Linked DNA regions of Anas platyrhynchos: region 1 is linked to region 2. Evidence: chromatin contacts called from public Hi-C data. All regions are on one chromosome and are shown on one strand. Each heading gives the region's core, a stretch centred on a gene start, on an enhancer-like site or on the middle of the called end of the contact. The rest is flanking DNA. Distances are from core to core; before and after follow the strand shown. Region 1 overlaps LOC113839965 (a long non-coding RNA gene). Region 2 holds the start of C1H2orf49 (chromosome 1 C2orf49 homolog).

What was found. A called contact is a pair of places that touch in the nucleus more often than the background predicts.
Region 1: a Hi-C map of small yellow follicle shows a contact between it and region 2, with 3 times the contacts expected there. The contact joins the enhancer-like site here to the promoter of C1H2orf49 in region 2. A contact is called at or near these places in 6 of 8 Hi-C or Micro-C datasets (F1 follicle, liver, skeletal muscle and 2 more).

What each region holds. Positions count from the first base shown.
Region 1 is chr1:142,671,833-142,676,728 of IASCAAS_PekinDuck_T2T, reverse strand. It overlaps LOC113839965 (a long non-coding RNA gene), which reads right to left. Exons shown (of 3, transcript XR_011805892.1): 3 at 1-3,891. Among named protein-coding and RNA genes, the nearest start is that of FHL2, 45 kb to the right of the region's middle. Within about 2 kb of position 2,343, at least 4 of the 8 cell types and tissues checked have an H3K27ac peak or open chromatin away from gene starts, as enhancers often do. A contact at or near this core is called in F1 follicle and small yellow follicle, where this site is marked.
Region 2 is chr1:142,572,743-142,578,096 of IASCAAS_PekinDuck_T2T, reverse strand. It overlaps C1H2orf49 (chromosome 1 C2orf49 homolog), which reads right to left and starts at 3,552. Exons shown (of 4, transcript XM_027445419.3): 1 at 3,368-3,552; 2 at 1,178-1,344. The coding sequence starts at 3,496. TGFBRAP1 (transforming growth factor beta receptor associated protein 1) reads left to right here and starts at 4,550. Exons shown (of 12, transcript XM_027445429.3): 1 at 4,550-4,692.

The DNA.
Region 1 (4,896 bases), core at 1,094-3,593, 100 kb before region 2:
CTGCAGGGGTAAGATGTCTCTCTGATGGAGAACAGGACAAGGCAAGTCTCCGTCTCCATCACAGTCCTCAAACTGTGCAGAAAATCACACAGCAGGGATTTTTGCTTGAGTCAACAACCTCCTCTTGAACTGCACAGCAAAATGAGGTTTGGCTTCCTAGACCCTCAGCAGTACTTCAAAATCCTTTCTGTATGAAGTCCGATGTGGGAGAGCTAGGATTAATGAAATGGCAGGGAGGGGATGAGCTGCAGGAGAGCACATTTCCCCTGCAGAGTCCTGCAAAGAAATCGGGTCACCTCAATGGGTCTGACAGCAGGGCTTCATCCTGACAAAGCATGTCTGCCTACTTTTAGCCTTGTGTACATGCAGATCCCACCAGCCTGTCCTTAGTTTTAAGCCTGCTGACTTCACTGGGATCTTTCCTTTGCTTAAATCTCAGGGCTTTTTTTGAGATGGGTCAGCAAAATTAGCCTTTTCAAGCTCGCTGGGTCTGAATTAATGAGGCTGGGGTGTTTTTGAAGCAGTCTTTTCAAAAGTTGATTTAGAAATCTTTATCCTTTATTATCCGTGCCCTAAGAAGGTAAACAGCCCCTTCAGTGTGATGTGGTATCAGAAGGCATGTCTGCGCAGCTGCAGCCACAGATACATTTTCTTCCCCGAGAACTCAAAGAACATGCAGTTTATTCCAAGGCCAAACAATTTAATTGCTGTTGAGAAGAGTTTCATTACGGGTAGCAGACAAAGTCCTCTCAACAGATGGATGTAAAATCTCCACCGCATTTCACACATTTGCTTGAAGGGAGTCCAAATCTGAAGTCACTGTGGCTAATTTATATGTATTTTTGTTTTTATTTTTTTGGCTTGTTGTACCATACATGCCCCGGCTTCTACACCTTTACACCAGCTGCCATGGGCTTGGAGAAGGGGCACAGCAGCTCAGACTCATGCCCAGACCAGTACATCTCACCCCATATCTATCAATCCCCTGGTAGGCTAATCTCCAGGCCTCCTAATGACCGCAAATGGAGACAATGACTGGGATGAGCCATTTATCAGCCATTTGATTCCCATGTGTAAAGGTAAGTCCATGAATCTGGACTGAAGGATTTACAGTAGTTACATAGGAGAAGTCCTGGAGAGAAAAGAAATCAGCTCTGCTAAGTGTGGCGTGGAGTGCTGGAGGATCTGTGGACTCATCCAAGTGTGCACAGACGACCTGGGTGAGAGCCAGGGATGAATACACAGCTCCAGTGCCCTGGTCCTACATGTCCCAGAGAGGTGTGAAATGGGTAGCTGTGGTCTGACAGCTCTTCTCAGGACTGGTGGTGAGCAAGGAGGATGGAAACAAGGATCAGAAGAGTAGAGATGCTCAGCCAAGTGCTTGTCTATCCGCCGTCTCACACTTTCAAAGCCAAGATATTCATGGTAAAGGAAGTCCACTGCATTCATGTCAAACCTTTTGAGATCTCTTACTGTACCGGGAACCTGGAGTAGAGCTAAGAGATGAGAAGCCCTGAGGCTGTTCCTAGCTCTCCAAATGATTTTCCAGGTGGATGGAACAGACAGAAAAAGAGTTTGCAGTTTATGATGTGAAATGCTTGCTTTGTTCTGAAGCAAAGGTACTCAGCTTCTGTCTTAAGCTTTAATGTTTTAGAAAAGGGGAGTTTGAAAAACAGGCCGAGGTGGAACCCAAAGTGTGAAAACAAAATGTTTCAGTGCGGGGAACTACTTCTAGCTGTGTCTTCTCTCACCCCACCCACGGATGAGCTACACAGTGAAGTGAGAGCACAGGAAATGATTTGGTATTGCTGGGTTCAGATACGGCACCTGAAAAGAGCTTTAGGGGTGAGGAAAGGAGAGGAGGGGGGAAAAGGCCCTTTTTTACGCCTTTTCATGCAATATGGAGGACATATGGAAAAGCTAAAATCCAAGGACCACCGGCAGGTGTTAGGTATTCACCAGACAGCAAGAAAGGAGGGGAGCCAATTTCAGCAAGAAGCAGCCAAAATTGCTGTGCCAGGCTGGAGGCAGTGAGGAGAGGCAGGCAGCAAATGACACAAGAAAACAGGCAAACCAGCCAAAACCTGCACAAGTCCCGCGTCAGCAATACCTCCCCCGAGTCTCGCACGGTCTCAGCCTGGGAAGCACGGACAAGGGCACGAGGGAGAAGAGAGTGAAAAGACAAGGGCAAGCAGGAGAAAGGGGAGAGCAGCACGCCTCTCCCAGCAGAAACCTGCTTCCCTTTGCTCTGTGTGCTTTTCCTATCTCACCCTACCAAGCTTGCGGCTAGTCGATTAGATCGCTCTCTCCCCCTTGCCGTTTGTGTGTCACTTCTCTGCTTATCTTGGATCTTCCCCAGGGTAGGGAGCATATCTACGTGTACACAGCCTCGCTGCACTGCAACACAGAGGTTAAGGAGAATAGGAAAGTGCTCACAGAGAGAAAACACGGCAAGTAGGGAGATATTTTTTTTTTTCTGTGAGCAATGAAAAAAAATAGAAATGTTAGTGTCTGAACTGGTTACATTTAACTGTATAAACATATTGCAAGTCTGCTGCCCTCTGTGCTGTCATTATTCCCATGTACCTATTTCCCTAACCTCGCTTACCCTGTGCAGCTAAGTATGGTGCCCTTTTACTGGAAATCAGCCCTGCCCCTGTCAGCTTTGAGAAGGATCATTGTAATGCTTGCTGTAGGGGAAAGAAAGAGGAAAATCAGTGCCTGATGTGCTAGCAGACAGTAAAACTTGAGGGTCAGAGGAAGCCACAAATCTGCCAGAGATGATTAATTCAGTGGAGAAAGTGGAAGCCTGAAAGTTTTTTTCTGTTTCATCTGTACTGTCAAATTTCTTTTCGCTTGATGCAAGGGACAGCACATCATTAGGAGAGATGTCTGAAATGAGGTGTCCTAGGGCATGGCAGACATCGGGATACCAGGCTGTTACAGGGCAGTGTGCCACCGATCGGGACCTATTGGAGCATGGGTGATATGTGCCTGGCATGTCAGCCCCTGTCCCATCCTGAGAAGTAGCACATTGGAGGATGTCAGATGCTGCCTTTTGGATGACCAAATCAGAGCCATTTTTGATAGGATCCAACCTGTGGTGCTACCACCTCATCTCCAGATTTATGGTCTTAGCTCTCCTTGGAGCAGCACCAAGATGAGTCGTGTGAGTCTGAACTGTGCAACAAGGATGGAGAATTATTATACAAGTGAAGCTGCCAGAAGCACACCTCCATAATCCCACAGTCATTGGGAATTCCCAGTAGCATATTTATTAGAGAAGAATGAACACATTTGGACAAAAATACTTTCTTAGTTGCTGACCCACCTCTGGAAAAGGAACTGCTTCCTTCAGACTGAACACACCATCTGTCTGCCCCTTTGTGTTCCCACCCTGTGTTCCCTGACCCACACAGCTTAAAAAAAATCAGACATCTCTATTCCACTATCAAGACCCTATGTAGTCCTGCCTCTGCAAATGCCCTTCTGATCTTCCCTTCCCACCCCTCTATCCCCCATAAAGCCACGGACATCTTTTCTTTCTCTGTTTACTGCTCCCATTCTGCTGCCTCTCCTTTTGCAGCTCTGCAATGCATGAAAAAAGCTTTTTGTATTCTTACCATCTCCCCTCTGAAGCTCAAATCTGTCATGGATCTGACAGGTAGCGCAGTAATATGGTAGCAATAACACATACTCTGGATCCTCAAGATGTGCATGGTGGATATATGCATATAAGAGAGCTGTCAGAGGATGCAACCAAAGGGATGCAGGACGTTCTTCTTCATCCTCCTCTCCACTCATCCATTTCTTCCTGCTTTCTGCATTGCCTCTTCATTTTTTTTCAGTGAACTCTGAACCAGGGACTTTGTTTCTGCCACTGGTGAGGCACTAAAATGAAAATAACAACGGGGAAAAAAAAAAAAAAAAAAAAGCAAACAGGGAGTTTTAAGATTTGGCCTTCCCTGGTGATAATGCAGAAGTTATTGAGTAACTGGTAAGAAACCAGGGCAAGGAGTGATGGGAAGGCTTCTGTGTAGCTGTGGTGTCTCTGGCAGCCAGGAGGCAGCAGGGAAACATAGCAACTGGATCTTAACTCCCCCTCTCACAGCTTTGGGCCCACCCCAGGAATCACCTTCACTACAACCTTGTCCAAATCTTGTCTGTTGCTGTGGGCTGCTGACAAAGCCCACGGGAAAATGTTACTTTCACTACCCAGTAAATCAAATGTTACATGTACAGCTTTCAGATTTGACTTAATCTTCATTACATCTTCCCATCTTCAAAATCTTCAAAACCCAAAGAGCTAGCTAACATTTTGTGCGTTTTTCTTACAATTTTCAATGTATGTACACATGCATGGTTGTCCCGGAGCACAGATCTAATAAAAGACAATTGTCTGCAAACAGGGATCTCAATTAGTACAAACCCAGTAATGAACTGGATGTCATGCAACAAATCTCTCAAAGGACTAGGATTACAAATCTCACAATTTTTAGGCCCATAATCCATGTTTACACTTAGTGCAAAATGGAAAAGGGACTGATTCCATCTTGGAAACAAAGTGGTAATGTATTCTCATATCCAGCCAGCTAGACACCATGACCTCTCCTTCCTCCTCTCAAAGCTCCCCAGCATGGCCATGTCCAGACTCCTGCTGGCATTGTCCCTGCACATCCTAACCTCTGAATTGTTCCCAGCCATGGTGTAGGGGATTGCTGGCTGTCTTGGCCAAAACACTTTGGGGAAAATGCTACTGACAAGCTGCATGGTCACCTAGAAGAAGCTCAGGCTCATATCCTGTTGCTGTTTAATTTACCAATGCAAACATATCCATGTTGCATCCATTCTCTAACATTTTTGTTTTCTTGTTCTTATCCTTTCTTGACAACCTCA
Region 2 (5,354 bases), core at 2,303-4,802:
GGTTCTCTGGGAGCGGCAAGTGGAAAAGAAAAGCAGACTGGTGGATTAAAAATATCTACTTTTACTGACCATTTCCCTAGTAAAAATAGGTTTGACCCTTACTGAGTTTTATTGCATCAAATTAACAGCTCCTAAACTTACTCTACGTATGACATAAGGATGAAGCCATTCTCCCATCTAAAAATTAACACAGCTGCCTTCTCTCAAAAACATCCTCCCCGCTATCTTTAGTTCTCTGATAAAAAATTCTTTTGCACCTATTTCAGCACACTAACAGTGTCTTATTATTTGAACACTAACCTCATGCTTTTATCTTCAAGTCACAAACGGACCACTCTACAAACAGGCCTTTTAAGCACGTGGGGAAAAAAAGACATAATAAGACAAATCAGTACCCTAGACACTGCTTTAAAAAAAAAATCACATGCCAGAATTTGTTTAGTTCTTCCTTGTTAGAAACCTCTGTAAGACTTACGAAATTATGAAAATATGAAACAAGTTGTAATAGTGCAAAAAGCACAATGAGAATTTCTGTCCACCTTTCCTTTAGCGTTTACTGATGGAGCTAAATCAGACTTGCCACCCATGCACGTCAAAGTTAAAGTCTTGGGCAGGGAGAAGGTTTGGGGAAGAAAACATTCTGTTAATAAACTTCTTAGGAAGATTTTGCTTTCTGATCAAATCCAAACATAAAGGTTTTGAACACAAGGCAGAACACTTTCAGAAAGGAGGCGTTAGTTTTTAACTGGACACACAAAACTGCTGCAGCACACATTCCTGACTCAGCAGACCAAACCCGTTCAGTGAGCAATCACAGTTAAATATGCTGCTGGTATTTGTCTTAACACTGTAAACACGATTATTATTATTTAACAATTATAAGGTGAAAACAATCATGATTTTTTTTCTTGATAAACTATTTTGAAACATAGCAATAAAAAGCAAGTACTATAAGCTAGATGCTATTAATAACATTTAGATGACAAAAAAGATAACCCTTTTTCCCTATTATTGGCGTAGGAGGATCCAACACTTCTGACACAGGCTGTGACAGCATTCCTGCTAAACTGTAACAATGTTCAAAACTTGTACAAGTTTTAGATGTCAGCCAGATGAAGACCAAACTAACTGCATTTTCCTAAGTTCTCCAGATCTATCCCATTGAAAGCCAAGTTACCTCTTATTTTCACTTTTCAGTTCATTTTGCTGTCTTTTCTTTTCCATCATTTTCCCCCATCGACTTTTGGGTAGGTCACGCTGAGGCAACGGAATAGCATGTTGAATGTAGAGATCAGTGAGGCCATCTTTGTCCATCTTCACATCATTTTTGACGAGAATGTTCTTCTGTGGGGAACAGAACAAAAAAAAAAAGTGATTATTGTGACAAATTCAGAGCAAAAACAGTGGCCAAATTTCATTTTCAAAAGCCATTCTGAAGTAGTGAATTTGGCATAAATGCCAGGGTGTCAGTGCTGAGGGGGCTGGCTGTAGGGGTGACCTCCATGGGAGGCAAGGAAATGCCCTGTGCCAGTGACAGCTGATAACTCTGAAAACAACTCTGAAAACAACCCACTGCACACCAAAGCTTCAACCAAGCAGAGAAGGACACGGTGCTTCTGCTCAAATAGACCTTTAATGAAGGGCAGCAGCCACTAGGGACAGGAGACACAAAAAAGGACGCAGAGGAGAAAGCACATGAGGAGCTTTGTGAAGAGATCCTCTCCCTCCTCAGGCAAGGAACTGAGAAGGACTGACAGCAATCCACATCAGAAAGAAGAGAAGTTGAGACCAGGAAGGGAGGAGAGGTGTTTCCCTGTGTGTTTGTTTAATGGTTTCTTTCTGCCGTTTCTTACTTCGTATGCATTTTCTTCCTCTGTTCCTTGATTCTAATTCATTTTCTTCTGCTCCAGAATGGGTTTCTCCACAGACCAGTCTCCATGAGGTTTTTTCCTGCTCCAGCAAGAGCCCTCCACAGGCTGGAGCCCACTCAGAGGCACATCTGCTTTCCAGAGCCCATCACCAGCCACGTCCCCAAAATCTAATTTTTCATGAGTCCTGTTTCCCCATTCTCCTCACATCTCCTCATCTGGCTACTCCTGCACGGCCTCTCTTTGCTTCCTGCCGCTGCCACTCTTTGTAAAGCAGATTTGAGCAGTACCACTTGTGGAAGTACCACTGGTTGAAGTTTTGGTGTGCAATGGGCTGTTTTCATCACTGTCAGACAGCTGAACCTAGCTGTGACCGGCACCTTTGCTTGCACAGATAACCTCCACAGTCCACTGCTATGCAAGGCCTGCAAGTTTTCCCAATAAAAAGAGTTACACAAGAAAATGAAGTTAACCAAGGTTTTCATGCACTCTTAAACATGTTTCCCTACATCCAACTACAAAGCCAGAGCTCTCTTTTGTACCTCCAAAAACCAGGCAACTAGAACATAAAGCAGTTCAAATTCCCAGATGCGGAACTCTGCTTCTGCACCAGTTCCCAACATGTGAGTTGCTCAGAGAGACTTCTTGTCACTGTCAGTTATAAAAGCACACAGATTTTCTTTCTGAACATACACAAGGATGTGAAAACAAATTTTGCTACCTTCTACCAAATTTATTAAGAGAAAGAAACAGTAATGTCACGCAAACACAGGCCACTGAAAACAGGGCAAGTTTCTGCTGCTCCAATGAGCAGCAGAAATGCTTTATAACTTCTGATAGGGGCTCAAAATTTGTACTGTTGTGCACATAAACTATGTGAACAAGAGCATACAAAGTTGAGCAATCTCACGTAAAAGCCTTAGAAGATTGTTTCATTCCCCTAATGTTGCAGATAAGGCAGTAGCAAGTACATCAGTACTTCAGTACATCAACTGAAGCTACAAAGTGGGCTATAAGTCACTTTCAAACTCAGATTTTTCAATAGCATGCAGTTAAACATTATCTCTGCTGACCGTGAAGGACGTGTTCCCTTTAGCTCACTGAGTATGCATGCACCAGCCTTAACAGAGGAGATCGACTGTCCACAGGTAACTACTGTTGTACGTAAATGCTGCCTCACAGACACACACACAGTTTGATAAATTATTCTTTAGCAACCACAGGAGCAGGGCTCAGACGCAGCCCCTATGAGAACAAGGGGGGCAACTCTCAGGCTGCACACCTCTTTTAAGCAAGTATCCAACCTACAGAGCACAACATTCCTTTTTTTTTACATTATTTTTTAATTATTTCTTCCCTGAGTGCTTCTGGTGCGCCCGACCGGCGAGCCCAGAGAGGGGCTGGGGCAAAACCTCCCACATGGCAACCACTGGGGCCCGAGGCCGACCTCCCCCCCCCGGCCCCGGGCAGGGCCGCGCCCCCCTGCGGGGCCGCCCCACCTGCTCGAGGGTGAGCAGCAGGAACTCCTCCGAGAGCAGCTCCGGGTGCAGCAGCAGCTCCGAGGCCGAGCGCCCCAGCGGCCGCTCCGCCGCCACAGCGCCCGCCCAGCCCCGCCGCTGCGCCGCCATCTTGTGCCGCCGGCACCGCTTCCGGCCGCTGAGGGGCCGCCGGGCGGGGCTGAGGGCGGAAGTGGCGTCAGAGAAGGGCGGAAGGGAAGGGAAGGGAAGGGAAGGGAAGGGAAGGGAAGGGAAGGGAAGGGAAGGGAAGGGAAGGGAAGGGAAGGGAAGGGAAGGGACCTCAAGATCATCGAGTCCAACCTCTAACCTAACACTAACAGTCCCCACTAAACCATATCCCTAAGCTCTACATCTAAACGGCTTTTAAAGACCTCCAGGGATGGTGACTCCACCACTTCCCTGGGCAGCCCATCCCAATGCCTCACAACCCTCTCAGTAAAGAAGTTCTTCCTAATATCCAGCCTAAAACACCCCTGGCACAACTTAAGCCCATTCCCCCTCGTCCTGTCACCAGGCACATGGGAGAACAGGCCAACCCCCACCTCACTACAGCCTCCTTTAATGTACTTATACAGAGCAGTAAGGTCAACCCTGAGCCTCCTTTTCTCCAGGCTGAACAAGCCCAGCTCCCTCAGCCGCTCCTCGTAGGACTTGCTCTCCAGGCCCCTCACCAGCTTCGTCGCCCTTCTCTGGACCCGCTCAAGCACCTCCATGTCCTTCTTGTAGCGAGGGGCCCAAAACTGAACACAGTACTCGAGGTGCGGCCTCACCAGAGCCGAGTACAGGGGGACGATCACCTCCCTAGCCCTGCTGGTCACGCTGTTTCTGATACAAGCCAGGATGCCGTTGGCCTTCTTGGCCACCTGAGCACTCTGCTGGCTCATATTCAACCGAATACATCCAGCTCTTAAGATAGTTGTATTACTTATGAATTCAATTTTGGAATATTAACAATAACTTAATTGTACAAGCAACGTAACGTTTATTTACATCCACAGAGTCACAGTGATTTGGGTTGGAAGGGACCTCAAAGCCCACCCAGCTCCCCCCGCCATGTGCAGGGACACCTCCCCCAGCCTGGCCTCGGGCACCTCAGGGCTGGGACCCCCACGCCCACCCCAACGGCTCCAACGGCTCCAACGGCCGCCTGCCCGCCCCGTCACGTGACGGGAAGGCAGCGGGCGGGGCGGGGCGCGGTACCGGAAGCCCGGCGCCCGCCCCTCCCCTCCCCGCGGCCGGCGGAGCCCCAGCGAGGCCCGGCCCGGCCCGGCCGCGGATCCCGGAGCGGCGCCGCTCGGCGCTCGCAGGTGGGTGAGGGGCGAAGGGGGGGGATAAGGCCCCGCGGGGCCTGGAGGGGTTTCTCTCGCCGGGTGGTGGCCGGGGGGGGTTGCTGGGTGCCGGGCGGCAGAGGAATTTAAAGCCCGGGTGAGGCTGAGGCTTGAAACGGGCAGGGGAGGCACATCCTAAACCTGTTAACTGCTGGGGAAATACAGGAAATGCTTGGCTTGAAAGACCACATCATACCGTGATTTATTTCTGGATATGTTCTTGCTTTGGGCTAATTTCAGTTACTGGTAACTCATGAGTTGTCGTTTACCTTATTAATCTTTGGAAATGTTATTTATTATGGTTTTCAATGTTGCCTTGTAAAAGCAACTCTTCATTTTTACATATAGCAATTTGAAACAGAATTCATCTTTACTACTTGTATTTAATTTCAGGATGATTAAAGTCACGCTTCAGTGCACCAAAGTTTCACTAGGCTGCCCAGGGAAGTGGTGGAGTCACCATCCCTGGAGGTCTTTAAAAGACGTTTAGATGTAGAGTTTAGGGATATGGTTTAGTGGGGACTGTTAGCGTTAGGTCAGAGGTTGGACTCTGGGATCTCGGAGGTCTCTTCCAACCTAAACAATTCTGTGAGTCTGTGATTTGACGTTTTGTATCCACAGTATGCGTGGAGTAGGAATAA